Linked DNA regions of Sus scrofa: region 2 is linked to region 1. The links are chromatin contacts, called in public Hi-C maps. All regions are on one chromosome and are shown on one strand. Each heading gives the region's core, a stretch centred on a gene start, on an enhancer-like site or on the middle of the called end of the contact. The rest is flanking DNA. Distances are from core to core; before and after follow the strand shown. Region 1 holds the start of COL12A1 (collagen alpha-1(XII) chain). Region 2 has its middle 370 kb from the start of COL12A1.

Region 1 (5,219 bases), core at 1,827-4,326:
TGAAGGAGCAAAAGCCACAGAAAAACCCGAACTGAATAAATCCGACAAGATCTGCCTCCCATGGATAAATAACCAGTTGTTGCAAACGTTAATGGGTCCCAAGGGGTGTTAAGAACCCGACACACTAATGAAGGGCACAGATTGGAAAGGGGTTTACACCTTTTTTACGCATTTCCCCGCTTTCCGTACTAGGAGTCCAGCAGAAGGGCCCCAGAGGCCAAACAGTGTAGAAGGGGTGCTGGGAGGCGCCCCCCAAGACGCACCCTTGGTTGCGTTTACGTGGCATCCTTGTCCCCTGTGAGTGCGTGTGCTTGAACTAGCTTGTGGATCTGGATCTGTGTACTTCCCCACCCGGGCGTCCCCTCCCTTCTTCTCTCAACCGACTCTGGAAACTCTGCTTATGATCTTTTTTTTTTGTCCTGAGGGTTGGAGGGCTTTTGCAGCGGGTGGTTTACATCGGCTACATCTTCTTTGCAACTTTTTTTTTTCACTTTTCCCAAGTTTTATTGAAGTATGGTTGACCTAAAATGCTGTGATAATTTCTGCTGTACAGCAAAGTGATTCAGTTGTATATGTACACACATCCAGTCTCTTTCAGATTCTTTTCTTACATAGATGACCACAGAATATTGGGTAGAGTGCTCTGAGCTATAGGACAGGTCCCTGTTGGCCAGTCATTCTGTATACATCCATGTGCATATGCCTGTTTCAAACCCCCAGTCCACCACCTCCACCTGTCCCCTTTAATAACTATAAGTTTTTCAAAATCTGTCTGTTTCTGTTCTGCAAATAAGTTCATTTGTATCCTTTTTAAAAAGAGTCCACATATAAGTGATATCATATGATATTTGTCCTTCACTGTCTGATTAATTTCACTTAGGATAATCTCTAGGTCCATCCATGTGGTGCAGCAATTATTTTCAAATGTTTTAAATCAAAGCCTGTGAACTAGGATGCTTTGAGGATTCTCAGGAGGATGGCCTGTGGGTGCGCCACGCTGCTCAGGGTTGGAGAGCTGAAGCCTCTCCCACCTAGTCTAGAGTCCTCCAGCCTTGGGAAGAGGAAGCCTACTTCTGCCCTTGGCTCTCCGAGGGTCACCGACTGCTCCACTCCTGGGCTGATAGATGCTTTTGCAGCTCCAAGTCAAATGAACAGGAGAAAATTAATTTTTAAACCAAGAATATCAACAACCAGTTATGTTGCTTCCTAGTCCACATTGCCACCATAAATGAAAAAAAAAAAAGTAGTACATACACACACACACACACACACACACACACACACGCACACAACCCCCACCCCACTTGGGGAAAATGCAAACTCCAGCCAGCCTGGGTTGATGTGCAAAAGGCAGCAGTTTTCCTTTTCTAGACTGAGGTGTGGGTTTCCCCTGGGGCGTCCCTGGCGGTTCCAGGCCGAGGCGCAGCGCTCCTTGCGCGGGGTCTGGACAGCGGCTGCTGGGACTTCTCTGCTCCCCTGTTCTGTCCCCTAGGCTGTCACCCGCCCATGTGCGTCCGAGAGAAGGAGTTGAGTGAGAGTGCGGGTGAAGGCTGTCCGTAGGCGGGGGATAGGGCTCAGTGGTACCCAGGTGATCGCCGGACGCTGGGGCATGCAGGTCGTGTTGTTCACGCTCTGGGCGCTGGTGGTGGCGGAGTGAGGAATGTTTGTGCCAGACACCCAGGTTGTGAGAGTTTGACGGGGAAAAGCCCTGTGCGCTGTGTGCGTTTGGGCTCTTTGTGTGAGCTCCCGGCTGGACTTCGCGTGGGCCGTGTGTACGCGGGGAATGTGCGGAGGTGGTGATTCCCAGTTTCCTCCATTCTCTCCCTCCAGTCTGGTCTCCGGCTTTCTCCCACTTTCGCTGGGCAGCCAGTGCGTGGGTCGGGGTGCAGGGGACCGCCCTGCAAGTTCTTTTCATTCTAAAGGCAAGTTCGGGGTCTATCACGCTTGATGGAGGGAAGGCCGAATTAGCAGAAGCCAAATCAAACAGGGAAGAGAGCTTTACACTGTATACACCACTTCTATTTTGGGCGGTTAATTCCAGGAATGCCCCTCCCGCGTTCTCTTCTGCGCCCCCTCCTCCACTCCCGGAAGCTTAAACTTGCAGGAGTAACGCCTGGGCTTTGAGAAGCCCAAAGGCGCAGGGTTGGCTCCAAGAGCAACAGAAGGTTGTAATCAGAACCTTTCCTGAAGTCCTTTTCTGATGCCACAGTATAAGAAACCCGCGCTTCCTCTCGTGCGCCTAGCAGCTCTAGGTGCCAGGCTCCCCGCTGGGGGCCAAGGGGTGGAGCAGAGCGGGGAAGGGGCGGCAAAACCTGGAGACGGTGCAGGCAGGACATCCGCCGCACCTTTAACCTACAGCTCCCAGCAGTTGGGGTGGGGGAAAACTTTTTCCCCCTCTGTCGGCTTGACCGTGGGGCAGGGGTGGTTAAGCGCTAAGCTTTCTGTCTGAAGCCTCTATTTGGAACCGGGTTTGTTCCAGCCCTAGGGAGAAATTTCTAGGGTGGCCGGAACTTGTTTTTGAGAGGCTTCAAGTTCTGAGGATCCCTAGGTTTCCTACCCTTCCTTGCTCTCTTCCCTCGGCTCAAATGAAGCCTCCCAGTTCCTTCCCGAAGCCCCAAGGGGAGAAACAGTAATGGGAAAGCCATCCCCTAGCTGAGTCCCGCGCAGGCGGCCGTCCGGGTTTCCAATCGCCGGAGACTGAAAAAGACAGAAGGCGCGCCGCGTGCGCAGACAGTTAGTTAATGGAAACCCTGTAAATCGGTTTTAAGTGCACCCAGGACGGAGGGGGAGGAAGGTGTAGGTGGTGATGATGGGGGATCGGGTTAGGATGGGGTGGGGTCGGTCACATTCTTGCAGTTTTGAAAATGAGAGTCGCCTACGTCCCTCCCATTGTCCTTAAATTACAAAAATAAATCTATTAAGGAAAATCCGCACAGATAGGGAAACCCGACCTCCCCAGCCCGCCCCAAGCGGAGGAGTGAGTGGCTTCCCTTGGCAGAGAACCCGTCTGCGGCTATCCCCCTCCCCGCTTCCTCCTCCCCCTTTTCGGCCCCCTCCCCCCCTCCCTGGCGGGGCACAGCTACTACGGCGATCGCCACCTCACGCAGAAGGAATGTTCGAAGTATGCACACGTTCCCTAAAGTAGACCTCCTTCACCGCCGGAGGAGCATACATCACCCCGTGGCAGCCGTCCACCTTCTCAGGCGTTTCGTAACCGAGTAAACTGAGAGTTGGGAACAGCCCTCTATTAAGTAGCCCGCGTCGCGGAGCCTCTTCCCACTCGACGAAGGCGAGCCTTCCCAGACGCGTCCGCTCGCCGGCAGCTGCGGTCCGGGCCGTCTCCGCCTGTCCTGCCGCGCCTGCCGCTCGGACTGGGATCCTCATTCGCCTCCTCCTCCCCGGTGGCTCTGCCGCTGCCACCTCCCGGCAGCCGCCAGGTGCGCCTGGAGAGCAGCACCAATTGCTGGGCGGGCGGAGGTCACACCGAGCGCCAACTTCTACGACGCCGGGAAACCGCTGTAGCCGCTGCTGCCTAGGTCACCACCGCCTCAGGTCGGTCTGGCTTCTAGCCCCCTCACCCCAGCCCTTCCAAAGATAACTAGGGCGACTTGCTTCGAGCCTGGTCCTTGCTCTGCTCTAATCCATGAAGGATCCCGAGCGGGGGCCTTTGGGACTTTTGAGAGTGAAGATGTGCCGGATATACTGAGATTTTGCGATTCATTTATATCTTTTAGGTAGGAAGAATACAGGTTTTCTTAAGAGCGCAGGGTGGCTGTGCGTGCATAAATGTTCCATGTTCCAGTGTAGAGGGATTTCGGCTAGAGATGCTTCATTGAACTTGATAAAGTTTGCGCGGGGTTGTGTGACCGGCTTCCCTCATGGCCTCGAGATTGCCGTGGTCCAGCCTGCGCGCAGGGAAGGTATTTCAGTGACACAGGGTTCGGAATTCTTTGGAGAGCAGGCTGAGTGCTCCGCCGCTCCTCAAGGCTGCGCGGATGTATGTGGCATCTCGAGACAGATTCCTGGGCGAGGGTCCTGGCTTCTTCCTCTGCTTTTCAAAGCATCAGAGATGTTGGGTGAGTTCAGATCTCGAGGACTCGGCTTTGTCCAGCTTTACCCAGCTTCTGGAGACAGCTTCCCCTCCCGATCTATTCGGGAGTGCATTGGTGGAGGCCCTACTCAGGGTCCTGGAACCTCCATCCCATATCCTAGAGAGTGTAGGGATGGGAAAGTGTGGGCTCTGGGCTTATTTACCGAGCGGGCACCCGTAGCCAGGGAGCAGAAGAGGCATGCCGGCAGAGGCCGGAATCAGACACCCGCAGAGGCGGCAGGTGACCTTTTTGGGATTATCCGGGACCCCCCTTCCGCCACATCAACCTGGACTCTGTGGCCTTCTAAAGACCTACAGCGCTGGGGAGGACAAGAAAGGAAATGAGGGCTAAAGTCGCCCTGGGGTAACTGTTGTCGAGGTCGCTGTGGGTAGCGCAGGAGATCTGGAAGGACCCCTGCGGGGTGGGGGTGGGGATGTAATTTCCTTTAACTCTACGCGGGAGTGAAAGGACTCGGCCTCATCCAGCGGGGTGGGGGAGGGGAAGAGTCGGCCGAAGGCGATCAGTTCCTTAAGCCTACCCCCGCTCCCCCGCAACAGACTCATTTTCATTCATGAGGGTGAACTGAGGGAATCCTCGCTGCTATGTAGGGACGGCAGCTTTAAACTTCACGTCTGAGAATGCGCAATGAAGTGTTGCTAAACATTCAGACAAATGTTTTGGCTAAACGGAGAGAAAGCTTCCCCCCGCTTGCCTCGTTTTAAAAGCTTATGGACTGAATGCCTGGCTGGCTGGCTGAACTAATTGCGTTCAGAACCCGGTAGAGAAACGATTCATTGTGCCGCTGCGTCAGGAAGCCGATAGGTGGCGCTCTAGACCCAGACACTAGCCCTTCCACGACTCCGGTTTTTGTAGAGAATACAGCGGTTAAAAAAAAAAATCTGCACACAGCTTTTCGGTGGGTCGACTGTCAGCCTTTAACTTTTCATGAGCACGACTGCCAACTAAGTTGGAAATGATTATCGCAAAGTTAAGGCCAGACGACGGGAACAATGGGCCAGTCTCACCTCTTGCTTTTCACTGATGTAGAAAAGGAAGGGTTAGAATGTCAAACAGTTGCTAATTAGGAAGAAAGAAATTGCTAGAGCCCTTGGATCCCCAGAGCAGCGA
Region 2 (5,219 bases), core at 1,494-3,993, 370 kb after region 1:
AAGGTGGCTCTAGTTCAGATTTTAAAGAAAATGATGACTCCAGTGATCCCTGATTCAGATATTAATATAATTTTAATGTGTTGGAAAAAACTTCAGGATACAAAAATGCAGGACAGGCACATGGACCTTTTAATTATTGTCTTTTATATGTGATGTGGGAAATTGGAAGTGTGGGTAACTTAACCCAGTGGTTCTCTAGTGGGTTGTGAATCCCACCCTGTGATGTTTGCACTGTCTGGAGACATTTTCCATTGTCATAAATGGGTGTTAGGGTTCCACTAGTATCTGGTGTGTAGAAGCCAAGGATATGGATGGACTTTCTATAGCACACAGGGCATCTCCCCCAGCAAAAATTATCTAGCCCGACAATTCAATAATGCTGAATTTGAGAAACTGTGGCTTAATCATTTAAAAATGAAAACTCAAAATAAGCAAACACAAAAACTAACCCTCATATCATCTTTAGCCATTCTTCCTTTTTCTTTCTTTTTTTTTTTTTTAAAACCCTCTGGTCTGTGATCTAGGATTATTGAACTATCTAGAGTCTCACTACATAAAACATTCAACTCTGTAATATGATACTTCTTTTTAAAATTCTCATTGAAAGATAGTTCAGACTTTTCTTATGTGTTGCTTCTTATGTGAAGCTTTCTGTCACATTGTCTCCTTATGACTGTCTCTTCGGAAAGATAAATTACACTCTAGACAACCATTGTAGTGTGCCTCTATTATTTATTCTTCAAATTCTGTTGTTTGTTCTCAACTTTTCCCACCTCTGAGCACTTGAGAACAGAAGCTGGACTCTACTCATCTTTAAAAGCTCAGTCAGAGAGTCCAAGAGGGGTGGTTGAACAAAAGTCATCATCAGTGAAAGTCTCGGGAAAGGAGCATCCTTGGGTTAACTACTCACTTACCGGTGCTTTGTTTATCTTTCAGATATTTTGATGAAGTGCGAGTTATGTTCAATAGCCCATGATATCACTTTCTAGTCCACAACACTTCCCTGAGCTTCATTATTGGCATATACATGTATAATTAATTACTGTCACCGTCTCCTGGATGTCTTTCAGGTATCTCAAAGTTACTTTCATCAGAACCCTCCCTATGAGTTCCTATTTGGGTGCAGTGGAAAGGAATCTGCCCAGTAACCATGTGGTTGCAGGTTTGATCCCTGGCCTCACTCAATGGGTTAAGGATCTGGTGTTGCAGTGAGCTGTGGTATATGTCGCAGACATGGCTCGGATATGATGTTGCTGTGGCTGTGGTGTAGGCTGGCAGCTGCAGCTCCAAGCTGACCCTTAACCTTATGCCTTGGGTGTGGCCCTCAAAAGCAAGCAACCCCCCCCCAAACACTCCCTGACTTGCCTTTATTATTCTCCTCCCTAACTTGCTTCTTTTTCCAATTACATTGTATCAAGGCTGATATAGCCCTTCTAAACAACTTCTAAACTTTTCTCATTTCCACAACCATTGCTTTAGTTTACAACTTTAACTTACCCCTCATACTGCTTCCAGAAATTATTTTTTAAATGAAAGTCTCTTCTTTTCCCTGGTTAAGTGATTCACTAATTCAATGGCTCCTCATTGCCTGTAATAAAAAAAATATTATTAGTAGTATTATTACTATTACTATTAGACTGGTAATACAAGAATCCTTCAAAATATTATTCTGTGATATTATCTCCCTAGCTCCTTTCATCTCACACCTTCTTATGTACTCCTAGCACACCAAACAATTTGTGGTTCCTTAGAGTACCATGCTTTGTTAAATACCTTCATCTGTGTTGTTTCTCTTGCCTAAAATATTCTTATCTCACGCTCCTTTTGTCATCCACCCATTGTTATCTACCAAGCATTTCTTTTGAAAGTATTCACTTTTTTTTGTCATTTTTCAGGGCTGCACCTGCAGCATATGGAGGTTCCCAGGCTAGGGGTCAAATCAGAGCCAGCCTACACCACAGCCACAGCCACTTGCGATTGGAGCCTCGTTGTGACCTACGCGACAGCTCATGGCAACACCAGATTAATCCACTGAGCAAGGCCAGGGATTGAACCCACGTCCTCATGGATACTAGTCGGGTCTGTAAACCACTGAGCCATGGAGGGAACTCCTGAAAGTATCCGCTTTGATCTTCAGCCTGGATTGGCACCTCCTTTTGGGGTCTGAGCTCATTCTGGTCATGTTCCCAATACAGCCCTTTTCTCATAGTGTTGTCAGTGTCTCATAGTGTTGTCTGTGTCTGTTTTCCTTATTAAACTAAGATCCCAGTAAGGAGAATGCATGGTATCCCTTTCTTCTTATAGAGTCTGACAGAGAAAAGTTGCTAAGCACAGAGTCTTTTGTGTAAAAAGTGTTCAGTAAACACATATTTAGTTAGACTGAATTTTGGATGAGGAATCCACTGGGAATACATCTAGAAAAGGAGTCGTTGTAATATATTCAGTTTATTTCTCATGCATCAGTGTCATTTAAAGGGGTAAAAGCTTACCTCTCCAAAGGGTGAGGCTCCAGTCTTCTACTCTATTAGATTTCATTAGTCTTCATTCCTATGGCTGTTGTATAACTATTCTAACTCACAAAGACACCATTCAGTGACTTTACTGAATGGAATTTAGTTTGGCCTTTAGAAATCTATCATAACTCTTTCCAGCCACTAGGTTATCATTTAGTCAGAGTATTGTGCTAGCAAGTGGTCAGAGAATGAATGAGGAAGTGATGGTGGCCTCTGACGACATTGCAGGAAGCACAGAAATGGCAAGACAGTATCCAAGTGGCCACAAGTGGGAAAGGATAAGTGGGTGTTAGGTGAAGGCCAACAATGATATAATTCACTTCTAGTTTCCAGGCTTTGGCTACTATAAGCATTTTGAAGATTTAAAAATAGATATCATCTGTTCCCTGTCACATTCTCAGACGTGGAAGCCTCCTCCGTCACATTCTCAGACTCTGTGGGTCCTTACAAGACATATAAAATAGAGAAGGGGCATTTAAGTCTGGACAAAATTGAGGCATGAACTAACGTTCCACATTCCAAATGGAAAAAAAAGAAACCTCAAAACAAAAATCACATTACTACACTCTTGCCGACATAGCTGAGGTTAATATTAAAGTGTCACATCAGTTTTATTTTCTCTTTCTGAGAAATGAAGTAGTGGGAAAAGAGGAAATCAAGTTTAGGAAGGTGAGTACATGACTTATAGTTTATAGTTTATAAAAAATATAGAGTATAAAAGCCTTTCTGGAAAAAAATGTTGAAACTGGATTGGGTTATTATAAATTTTGAAAGCAGGTACATTAGAAATGTAATCAAAATGAGAGTCAAGTAGTATTCACCACCCAAAAAGCTTTCATCCAGGGTGTTAAGTGTGTACAAATTTTCACAATTAGATTTCAAGAAAAGAAAGAATAAATGTAATTTGGCTTGTACTCATACTCTGTTGAATTGTATGTCAGATCCAAACTGCACAAATCCTATAGGTTCCTTTTGGGAAAAAAACAGAAACTAAAAGTCTTTTATGTACTATTTAGTCAATACACTTTAAAGTTCAAACATTCAATATTTTATTCAGATGCTTCTTTCTTAGTTTCACTTTGTTATTACAGTATCACCTGAGAAATAACTTATTTTTTTTCAGGAAAACTATGCATATTATTAATTATTTGATCAAAAAGTGTTAAAGTTTTTGTTGAAAAGTTGTGAAAGAAATTCTCTCTCTCTTTTTTTTGTTTTTGGAAATGTGGAAGACAGGACAAAGCTTTTACTATCTTTTATTGTGAAAACATTTAACTTAGTTTACTTTGAATGGTTTATTGAGAAAAATATACTAGAGAAAATTTTTATAACAATGATAGAAACTTGCGTGGGCAAATCAGCAAGTGGCTTTATGCTTTGCTTGCCTCATGTATAAAATGAGTTTGGATTAACTACATAAAAATACTCCAGGCCTTAAAAATTCATTCTGTTATCTTCTTAATTATCTAAAGGAAACATATACACGTATAAAACATAATAAAAGGATATAAACATGTTAAACATAAAAATAATAAGATAACATAAAACATAAGGATACTATAATATCATGCTTTTGAAAAAATAAAAATGTTAAAGCAGTATTTAATTAATTCTTAATTTTGCTTTTGTAGTCAAGATTTTTTTTAATGGATGAGTCGAAGTTTTTATAGATTAGAACTGTTTAAAGAGGTAACCAAATATACATTTTGGCCAGATGCTAGAAGTTTGGGCATTAGCATCAATGCCTAGTTTAAGCTAAGACTGAAGATCACTGTTAGAGAATGAACCTCTGGGGCAATAGAGGAAATCTGGAATTTTATCCATTAATTAATTAATATTAAATTTTCATTGATAACTGTTCATGGTAAATATTCAAATGTGTTAAATCATGAAGGAACAATGGTCTCTCAGCATTGCTGATAACAAATGGCTCAGAGCTTCCTCTAAAATGCATTCATGTTGCTGAGTAAACAGTCAACTGGTGATGATGGAAAAGCTCTACTTTCCTCTAACACCATTGCTTTTTATTCATATTCTTTATTATTTCTAGATAGAAGACACTTTTTTGTGGATGTTGTCAACATGATTTTGGACACTCCCCCCCCACATCTTAGAAATCTTGAGATGTTAAATTAGTGTTTTGCTTTCAGTGTATCACACAGTAAGATATAAAAATTATGAACTGGTACTACTCTTTGAAGGATTCATGACCTAAAAATAAATAACTAAAAAAAGAAATGTAGTTTCTAAAAATATATATTAAATAAATATATATTATATATTAATATTTTCCTAAACATTATATTTTTTTGTATAATCACTTATTTAGAAATACCAAACCCCACAAACTCTGAAAATAAGGGTTTGGTTTTGATTTGTAAACATGTGTAAACATATGGTGGCAAAACATGATCTGAATTGACATAGTGTCATGGTAATCTGTAGTTACTTAGAATAATTTGCATTGGAAAAGTATTAATATTCTTATTTATAGTTACTTCCCTGGATCTACTGGGGATTTTATATAGCAAACATTACATATACCATATTAGCTTTCTAAAAGTTATAAAAATTCTTATTTTTAAATGTATCTAGTCCCATAGTTTTCAGATAAGGTATTCCTTATTCTTAGGAATATTCTGGAGAAGATAATTTTCCAAAAATGTCCTTAGAAAAATTATCTATTCCACATGTCTTTTTTAGACA

The links. A called contact is a pair of places that touch in the nucleus more often than the background predicts.
Region 2: a contact with region 1 is called in a Hi-C map of embryonic fibroblasts, with 2.5 times the contacts expected there. The contact joins the enhancer-like site here to the promoter of COL12A1 in region 1. A contact is called at or near these places in 1 of 5 promoter capture datasets (liver) and 4 of 47 Hi-C or Micro-C datasets (adipocytes, embryonic fibroblasts and fibroblasts).

Annotation. Positions count from the first base shown.
Region 1 is chr1:90,741,333-90,746,551 of Sscrofa11.1, forward strand. COL12A1 (collagen alpha-1(XII) chain) reads left to right here and starts at 3,077. Exons shown (of 51, transcript XM_021092374.1): 1 at 3,077-3,552.
Region 2 is chr1:91,111,773-91,116,991 of Sscrofa11.1, forward strand. No RefSeq gene overlaps it. Among named protein-coding and RNA genes, the nearest start is that of COL12A1, 370 kb to the left of the region's middle. Within about 2 kb of position 2,744, at least 4 of the 83 cell types and tissues checked have an H3K27ac peak or open chromatin away from gene starts, as enhancers often do. A contact at or near this core is called in embryonic fibroblasts, where this site is marked.